3 separate regions of the Mus musculus genome follow, and regions 1 and 2 are each linked to region 3. A link is a contact called in public Hi-C and targeted proximity ligation data. All regions are on one chromosome and are shown on one strand. The core of a region is the stretch at or near the end of the contact, and the rest is flanking DNA. Distances in the headings are between cores, read along the strand shown.

The links. Hi-C and Micro-C count contacts between places; a contact is called where the count stands out from the background.
Region 1: a contact with region 3 is called in a targeted proximity ligation map of forebrain, with 5 times the contacts expected there. A contact is called at or near these places in 2 of 484 Hi-C or Micro-C datasets (group 2 innate lymphoid cells and neural stem cells), 6 of 130 datasets of targeted methods (the NIH/3T3 cell line, embryonic forebrain, embryonic limb bud and 3 more) and 1 of 9 other capture datasets (embryonic stem cells).
Region 2: a Hi-C map of cortical neurons shows a contact between it and region 3, with 3 times the contacts expected there. A contact is called at or near these places in 2 of 484 Hi-C or Micro-C datasets (both in cortical neurons), 2 of 130 datasets of targeted methods (astrocytes and forebrain) and 1 of 9 other capture datasets (embryonic stem cells).

What each region holds. Positions count from the first base shown.
Region 1 is chr19:31,359,634-31,362,611 of GRCm38.p6, forward strand. All of the region lies in intron 2 of Prkg1 (protein kinase, cGMP-dependent, type I), which reads right to left. Among named protein-coding and RNA genes, the nearest start is that of 8430431K14Rik, 140 kb to the left of the region's middle.
Region 2 is chr19:31,187,397-31,190,617 of GRCm38.p6, forward strand. The region is part of intron 3 of Prkg1 (protein kinase, cGMP-dependent, type I); the gene reads right to left. Among named protein-coding and RNA genes, the nearest start is that of 8430431K14Rik, 27 kb to the right of the region's middle.
Region 3 is chr19:31,662,648-31,665,794 of GRCm38.p6, forward strand. Prkg1 (protein kinase, cGMP-dependent, type I) reads right to left here and starts at 1,723. Exons shown (of 18, transcript NM_011160.3): 1 at 1,324-1,723. The coding sequence starts at 1,634.

The sequences.
Region 1 (2,978 bases), core at 463-2,962, 300 kb before region 3:
ACTCTTACCCTCCTACCAGTAGCCAGCACCACTAAAATTAGATATGAGTTGCCCTACAGTTACCATTGCTGCCCTTACAAACTAGGGAGTACTCTCACTTGACCTATCACCAAAGGAAACCACATGGACCCTACTTGTTTGTGTCACAAACTCTGTACTTCAAATTCTGATTCTTCACACACAGAGATTACAGTGTATTGCCTGCTTCTTATGGACAGTGGTAATGAGAATTTACAAGATATTTTTTCCCCTTTCAAAATGAAGACATGGGATTCCATCTGCCATTAATATGTATAAGGAAGATGTCTTAGTTAGGGTTTTACTGCTATGAGCAGACACCATGACCAATGCAAGTCTTATAAAGGACAACATTTAATTGGGGATGGCTTACAGGTTCAGAGGTTCAGTCTATTATCTTCAAGGTAGGAGCATGGCAGTGTCCAGGCAAATGAGATGCAGGCAGAGCTTAGAGTTCTATATCTTCATCTGAAAGCTGCTAGAAGTCTGGCTTTCAGGCAGCTAGGAAGAGGGTTTAAAGCCCACACCCACAGTGACACATCTACTCCAACAGGGCCACATATGCTAATAGTGCCACTCCCTGGGCCAAGCATATGCAAACCATCACAGGAGAGATTACACAAAATATAAATAAAGGGGCTCAGATGTTTTAAATTTCTCCAATATTAAGTATTCCCTATAAACTTCTACCTGTTGCAGATGTCCATTCATTCTTTATTTTTTACTGTTGAATGCCATAGAGTTAAGTACTTAAACCACAGTGAATTTCCAAATGTTAAACAATATTCTATATAACTTGGCATTCTTTGGAGAAATAAAACCAACAAGTTTTCTATATAGCATATGTAATGTACTTACATATTAAACAATACATTAAAGGATTTATTTTAAGAAATTAATTACAGAAGTCTACTTATCCCAATGTCTGTAGCTGGTATGCTGGGACCAAGGAACACAGAGGGATTAACTGCAGTCAGAGTCCAAAGGCCTAAAACTTGCTGTACTCAGTTAGCTGTTGCCCAGGGAACTAAGAAAATCTACTGTTTCAGCTCTAGTTGGAAAGTATTGAAAGTCCAATGTCCTATGGCTATCAGACTTACAGGAAGATCAATCAATTGTCTGATTTATGTCTCCACTGATCAGATGAGGTTACTCTGTTAGGTAGTTAAGTCTCAATTTATTGATTTAAATGTTAACCTCATCCCCAGTACCCTCATGGGCACCTAAACATCTTGTACCCTACAGTGTTGTCAAGGTGACACATACAATTAACCATTACCTGTACCTGTAGGGCAATGGATGACCCAGTTAGGTCCTAAAGTCTGAATCCATGCCATGGTTATCCTTTGCCTCACTGTTAGACAGGAAGCCTGATGCCTTCACTCTCTGGTTTCTTTATGGAGCGCTTTTTCCAACCCATTTACTGATCTATAGATGAATATTTTACTTTAAAAGGTACACCACGGACAAGAGAGACCCTCAAGTTCAAGGTGAGAGGGTGACCCTGTAAAGCTCAGTAGTATAGGTTCAGGGACTATCATTTCGATTGATGTGTCAACTATAGCAAAAAGAAGGGCACAGAAACCAAACACTTATTTGCAAATTGAAATGTGAGGCCAGCTCGAGTAAGAGACACATTCTGCCTTCGAGGAGGAAAAGGACATCTGATTCATGGCAAGCCCTGCCAAGGTACAGCTGGCTGAGCCAAGTGGCTCCCTGCCACTTAGCCCCAAGAAACAAGGGGAGGCAGTCTCAGGCTAGGTGGAAGGATAAAAGGCTTCTTATGAAAGGGGGCTTGATTACTGCTGTGAGTTTAATTATACTCCCTCTTCCTGAGTCCAATCAATATTTAAAAACAAGAAAGAAAACAATTTCCTGAGATTGTTCCCTGTTTTCAAGATGGTCAAAATTAGCCCCCAGAAAGTAGTCAAAGTCAGAGAGAGAGAGAAAAAAAATCAAGTTCGAAAACATGAATACAAACAGAAGTTTGTGAAAACGTAACTGTTCCTTCTAGATCTCCAGCGAGCCAAAGGCCAAGGCAACAGCCTCTAGGCAGGAGGGAAGAAGGAACCTTACTTGTTTAATGAAGTGTCCTGAGCCACGGCCGGAGAGGGTGAGCATTGCTGTAACAACCCCACAAGGCTTCCTAGTTGCATGCTGTTAAAAGCAAATTTGACTTTAAAAAAGGGATATACAAAACACACCCCCAAACACATTGTCTGTACATGATGACCCCAGACATCCTGGCCAGGCCTGAAATCTAAACTATTAAGCTAAAATATAAGCAACCTCTGTGGGAGCCAGGACAAAGGATATTAAATGAGTTGTTCATATGTTCCATCTTGCTACTTAAGGTTGAAGTCTCCCATGTCCTGATAGCTCTTCTGAGCGCAGAGCAAAATAGAGGATTATGTTTTTTTTTTTTTCAGCAGGGTTTTCCCTTCTCTAACCTTGTCTCAGGAGCCCAAACCCCACCACCTGAGGAAGGTTTGGAGCCCTCTGCAAATCTACAAGTTCAACTTCCTCGTTCTGATAAGAACTCAACCAGCAAGTACATGGGATTCCAGGAATGCCTCTCCATACAAATGAGGCATTCACAGTACTTTATACTCCAGCCTTTCACTCTGAAAACCCCTGCCCACTCTCCACAGTTTGTACGTAGCCCTTGGTCGCTCTGAATAAAGTATAGGTGCACCAGCTGTTTCACTAAAGGTCTTCTAAGAGAGCTGTGTCACTGAGTATCATCTAAAAGAGCTGTAACGCTAAAATCTTTGGGGGGACACCCCATCCCCACACACTCACTCTCAGTTTGACTGGCATCCTGCAGATCCTACCCATTACAGACTCTGATTTATTCTTCTAGCTCTGTGTGCAGTGTAGCACCTGAAGGGAGGAAACAGAGGATGCAGAACTCTATAGACCTGGTCCCCAAAACTAGTACCAAATTCATCCAATGACCA
Region 2 (3,221 bases), core at 40-2,539, 480 kb before region 3:
TGTAGCTGTGCTTGATGGCCTTCATGAGTAATACATGGAGACATATTCCTATATACATGTAGCAACCTCATCTCTTTAATTAGACTGCACAGTTTCTGCAGAGCCGAGGAAGCTCATTTTTTTCCCCAGCTCCTCCCATTTCAAACAAAGTGTTCAACCAGCCACTGCCTAGGGTGGGGGTGAATGAGAATTCACAATCAAAGATCTAATCTTTCAGTGTGTTACTGTCATACTTTGATTCTCTGTTGCTGCGATAAACACCATGACTAAAATCAACTTAGGAGGGAGAGGGTTTATTTGGCTTACAGGTGATACTGCTTCACCAAGGGAAGGAAGGATAGGACAGGCACTCAAGGCAGGAACCTGTTGGCAGGAACTGAAGCAGAGACCACGGGGAATATTGCTCACTGCCTTGTTCTTCGTGGCTTGGACATTCTGTTGCTTTTAGATTGTTGTTTGTTTTATTTTTGTTATTTGTTTTTTTGTTTTGAGACAGGGTCTCACTATGTAATGCTGGCTGACCTGGAACTCACTATACAGACCTGACTGTCCTTACAGTCATAGAGATTTGATTGCTTCTTCCTCCCAGTGCGGGGAGTAAGGTAAAAGCCTTTCTTATACAACCCAGGCCCACCAATCAAGGGGTGGCACTGCCCACAATAGGCTGTCTGGGCTTTTGCACATCAACCATTTATCAAGAAAATGTCTCATGGACATGCCAACAGGCCAATCTGATGGAGGCGATCCCTTCATCAAGGTTTCTTCTTTCCAGAGGACTCTAGTTGTGTCAAATTGATGACACTAGCCAGCATAGCTACTTACTTTAAACTATTTCATTTTATTGATTGAAAAAAAAAACTGACCTAGAATATCTTACTCATATTTATAAGGTGACCATTGATATAAGCAGCATAATTCCACACACAGGGACAAACTTGCCACTCACAAGTTTTACATTTGACATGACAGTGTATATATATATATATATATATACATATATATATATATATATATATATGTATATATATATATATATATATATGTATGTATATATATATATATATATATATATTGTGTGTGTGTGTGAGCATCTTTTCTTGAAATTTAAATAAGATGAAAGATTTCCACACATAGTGCTTTTTCTTATACGTACTATCTATTTTTTTAAAAATACAGTTAGGATTTTTAAAACTACAGTGGTTTTTTTTTTCTTTTCTACTCTCCCTTCTGTGTGCTTTGACAACACCCCATCTGTGTTTACCTTTGCTCAACCACTTACCATTTTGAGTCTTAAAGGCATTATCCAGTACACACATTAACTTCCAGTCATTTAAAAACTAGGAGCTGCATGCCTCCAGACTCCTGATCTCAACTAATATTTGGCACCAGGGGAGTGTTCAATGCTTTGAATGCCACAAACACAGGCACCTCATTTCCTTTCCTGTCTCCCATTGTCTGTCTCTGTCTATCGAGGAGGAAGACCACCCCACCCGCCCAGTTCCAAATATTGGGCTACAGCAGGAGAACAGAAAGCAGCACCATGACTGGGGAGCACACAATGTACAAGATCAACCCTAAAATTAATACACGACGCCAACCTTTCTGTGCTTTGTGTCTGGTGACACAGCTTCAGATTTTAGCTTTGCACCCTGAGTGCTGACAGCCACAATGGCTGAGCAGTATTATAGTGGAGAGAATTGATTTCACTAATGCCCGAAACAAGCACAGAATTTTGATGCTAAGCAATTAGTTTTTGGCAAAGAAGTCTCAGTAGAAAAAGGAACCGCTTTCCTGGGTGACAAAACAATTTCCTTCCTTGGAGTAAAATATTCTTTTCAAAATCTAAATGTTTGGGGGGAATATACGAAAGTCAAAAAGAAAATATCATGTTCTCTTGATATGACTTGTGACACTGCGGTACATGGCACACAAAGAGGTCACAGGCTTTGATTCTAGTTCTATGTGCATCACCTTTATCCCAAGTGAAGTGGTGGCTGGGGGAGGGTACTGTCCCCTAGCCTCAGTCCTGCCCCTTTAAGAAATGAAAATGACAAGAGGAAAGCTTGTGGCTAATTCATGTTTGTTTGTTCTCCAACTAAAATCTTGTCTGACGAGTCTGACGTCCTTGATATGGTTGTGCTAGCCTCTGCTGATGAAATAATTTTTCAAAATTACTCAAAACCGTGTTAGTCCCATTACCATGGAGCAGAAGAAAACAAGCAAACAAACAAAGAAGCAAATAATATAGCTTGTAAGTGCCCTATGAAAAATCAATCCATCTTCTCCCACACTGAGTAGGACTCACATCTTATCCCTTCAGCATCTTGGTCTCATTCAGTTTCCAGGTCAATACAAGAGCGTACCAGAGTTCCTCAAATTCCCATTCATTGGAAATGGTTTCCTTGAGTATAAAGGTGGTAACATTAATTCTACAATTTTCTCTTTGTATGCTAAAAGAAAAATCATTATTTCCATTTTACTATTTAATCTCTGTACTGAATGACAACTTTCAATATTTGACATTTGAACACAAATGTGAGTCCAAAGGGAAAAGGAGAGGGAACATGGACAGATTGGTGAATGTCCCCAGCACTACAAACCCCACAGAATAAAGCATTGCATTGTTCTCTTTGTTCCATGTGGAGACCTGGCTTATTTCCCCAAGGTTACCCGAACCCTTTTCTATGGTAGCTGATTTACAGTAAAAACAAAATTTCTTTTTTCTTTCCCTTCAGCTCTAGTCAGCAGTAGCTAAAAGAACATAGCTACATGGCAGGTAAGCAAAACTTCTTAGCAGTTGATTGGATAGTTCACAGGACACCTTAAGAAATGAATATCTATTTAGCATCCTAACTACAAAATACCATGCTGCAATAGCCTGAATAGTGACGGGGAATGTTCCCAAGGGAAGAGCATAGCTCCTTCACACACTCATTTGTGTTTCTGTCTCACATACTTTCCTACCTGCCTTTCTAAAAAGAAAATTATAGGTAATTTGATTTAGAATCTTTTCAAAACCTCACATACAAAAATATGTTCATTTTGTCACTGATAACAAAAGGAAACCAGTATGTTCCTGTGTTCTTATCAAGGGTGATTATTTGTAACTTTTTATACATTTATCATCCTGTGGCAGGGAATGCAAGCTCTATTTATTTAGTCTGATTGGTATTTTCTATGACATGAGAAAAATAAAAGTCTTTAAGGACTAAGTGTTACAG
Region 3 (3,147 bases), core at 473-2,972:
CCAAACTCCGTCTTTAGCTAAGCCCGTAAATGACTCATGGGGTAGGGAGGGCCAGCATGTATAGATTTGACTTTTAAGTTCTCAAAAGTGTATGTAATGTGTACTTCTGAGCCCTTCCATCCAAGAAATACAAATGGCAATAACCAAGCATTTACTTTCTCTTCTTATGAATCCCCTGTGTTTATGAAGTAAAGGGTTCCCAGGGACCTTCTGTTATTATGTAACATGTGTCATCCAGCCGTGTTATGTAGTTAAGAGCAGGACAACAGAATCCTCTGCTTTACCAATTATGTCATTACTATTAATTAAAATGCCATTCAGATGGTGTTCTGGTTCTGTTGCTGTCCCATCCCTGCTGTTCACTCTCCATATGGACTCTGGGCTCGAGTGTTGTGTAACAAGTTTCATTCAGGGTCCCCATCCAAGTTATGAATCCTACTGACACTAAAACTACACTGCTCTCTAACACACAAGAACTGCTAGCAGCACAGTGGCTTGAGACCTGAATGTGAGACACAGCTTGGTCCCCACTGGAAATAGCATGTGCTTGACTACACTGTCCCTGAAAACACATTAACCCTCTGGGGGGAAATGAAAGTGTTCATTGGGAACCATGTGAAAATTCTTTTAGGAAAAACAAGTAATATTCTCTCTTGGATATTATGAAAACATTGTTTTTTAAAAAAAAAATCAACAGACTAGGTTTCCATTTATGGATTGTAAATGTCATCCAACTCAGGAAAATTTTAAAAATTCTTCTGTTTTATATGTATATTTTCTTATTCTTTTACACTTTGATGGTGACAGAACCTCAGGTTTGAACGGTACCAGCATGAAGCGCCGGCGGCATGTAGAAAAATCCAGGAGAGCCACAAGAGCTTGGAAAGTCAGGGTAATATCAACGCATTTCATTTCAGTCTGATGAGCCTGCAGTTAGGATTTTCCGGCTGGCCAGGTTGGCTGGGGCTTTGGGGAAGAAGGGGATTCTGGTTCCTCCGTTCAACAGCCACTCACACACACGGTCAGACACACACCTGGGGCGCGTCCAAACTATGTACAGTAGGTGGCATATATGAACGTATATGTATGTATATTTTAAAAATACCTTGGCATCTGACAAAGACACGAAGGCAACGGATGTGCAGGGAGTCTGGCCCTGAGAAACGTGCACAGCCCCTCAAGAAGTGCCGTGAAAATGAGACATTTCTGAGGATGAGGACAGACATGGCAAGCGGGAGGGGCAGGGGCCGACAGACAATACAGAGACCCGCAGCTTCCCACCGCCTGGGCGCCACATGGACCCGGGCGCGTAACCCTGCTTACTGTGGGCTCTTGGGGTAGAAGGGCAGGGTCACGTGGCTGAGATCCTGGATGTCGAAGGCGGTGGGCTCCGCGGAGATCGCCTGGCGCTTGGTGCGCGGTTCACCCTGCAAGGTGCTGGCGCTCTGCTTCTGCGCCTGCTGGGTGGCCGGCCGGATCACCGAGCGATACTTGTCCAGTTCGTTCTGCAGCTTCTGGATCAGTTCGTCCTTCTGATCCAACTCCAGCTCCAGCTCATCGATGAGAGCATCCCGCTGCCTCAGCTCCTCGATCTTCTCCTGGAGCGCATACTGTAAATCCCGCAGGGTGCCCATGCTCCTCCGGGCTGCCGGGGGCTCCTGCCTGCCGCTGCTCCGCGTCTTGGGGCTTCCTCCCCTCTCGGATCAACTTTCCCTAAAGTCGCCGCTGCCTCGCGAGTGCAAAAGCTTCCCTCGACTTGAGACCAAAGCCAAGCCTGGCTTCTGAGCATGCCCAGTCCGCCGCTCCAGCCACAGAGAGTTTCAGTGTGCAGATTCCACTTCTCCGGGTTTAGGGATGAGCAAAACAGGTCCAGCCCAGGATGAACCTGAAAGGCGGTGGGAGCCGCGGCGCTTTGGGGAGCAAAGCCCGGAGGCGCAGTGACCCACGGGCGGGAGGAGGGAGACTGGGCTCGGAGGCGGTGGCTGCTCGGCTCGGGTCACCAACGCCGGGTGCCAAAGGAAGCCAGCGATGTGTGTGGGGAGCCTGATAAAGCTCGGGGGCGCTGGGGCTGTGCGGGCGGAGCGAGGCTGGAGCGCTACTTCGGAGGTGGAGAGGTGGGAGGGAGAGGACCAGGAGCAAACTGGAGGCGTCAGCGGGCTCCGGGCTACAGAATGTGGGGCTAGGTTCCTGGCGACCAAGGGAGACAGAGCAGACTGTGCGTGCTAACAGCTTTGACTTCTGGAGGGATTGTGACCGCAGCCTCACAGAGGAAAACAGTGTGGCTGAGCGCTTGCGTCCTCCACAGCACCTTTCCCACGGGGAGCGCCTCACACAGGTGTCTAGGGTTTGCAAAGAAACTTGCCTCTCCAAAGGTGAGAGCTTACAGTGCCTGGGAGGGATTTCCACGGGCGTCCAGGTGCCTTTGAGGAAGGTTAGGATGGGTATCTGACCTCCGCCCCCAAGCCTTTCCACACTCCTAATTTTCCCTATTCTTGCCTGCCAAACTTAGATCAATGAATTCGTCTAGGGGCAAAAGCCAAAACCCCAAAGGATTTTGGGCCGGAGCAGGCCTCTCAGCAGCTCCCTGGTCCCTCCCATTTGTGCTAGTATCAATTGCGGAATGGTTCCCTAGAGGCCTGGCTTCTTCCATTTGCTGGATTTGGTGAAGTGGGTGGGGGCTTAAAAAACACAGCGGAGTTCCAAAACATTCTTTCAGAAAGGGAACCATACCTTTTCAACGTTACTTTCCTAACAGCCCAGGAGTTAATGAGAAAATTTTGCCAACTTTGGGGAAGAGGTAAGATCAACAAAGGATGGGAAAACTACAGGAGCTGTAATTGCACTGTCCCACCCACTACACTAGCTCTCAACCCAACCACTTCACCAGCCAGAACCAACTGCTCAGTGTGGGCTAAACTGCTAGCAAGAAGGCGGCATTCTTTCAGTCCAAGAATTGGTCTCTCATCTTGGGAACACTTATTTAGAATACCCAAAATATTTACCTAATGCTTACATAAGTGCCTAATAGTTAACTAAACCTTCACCAGCTTGTCCAAACTTATAGCTTAAAAAGAAAGAAAGAAAGAAAGGGAACCTTTAAACTTGCTATTCTTTCACACTCCGTGTTATAATTCTCATATTCTATCT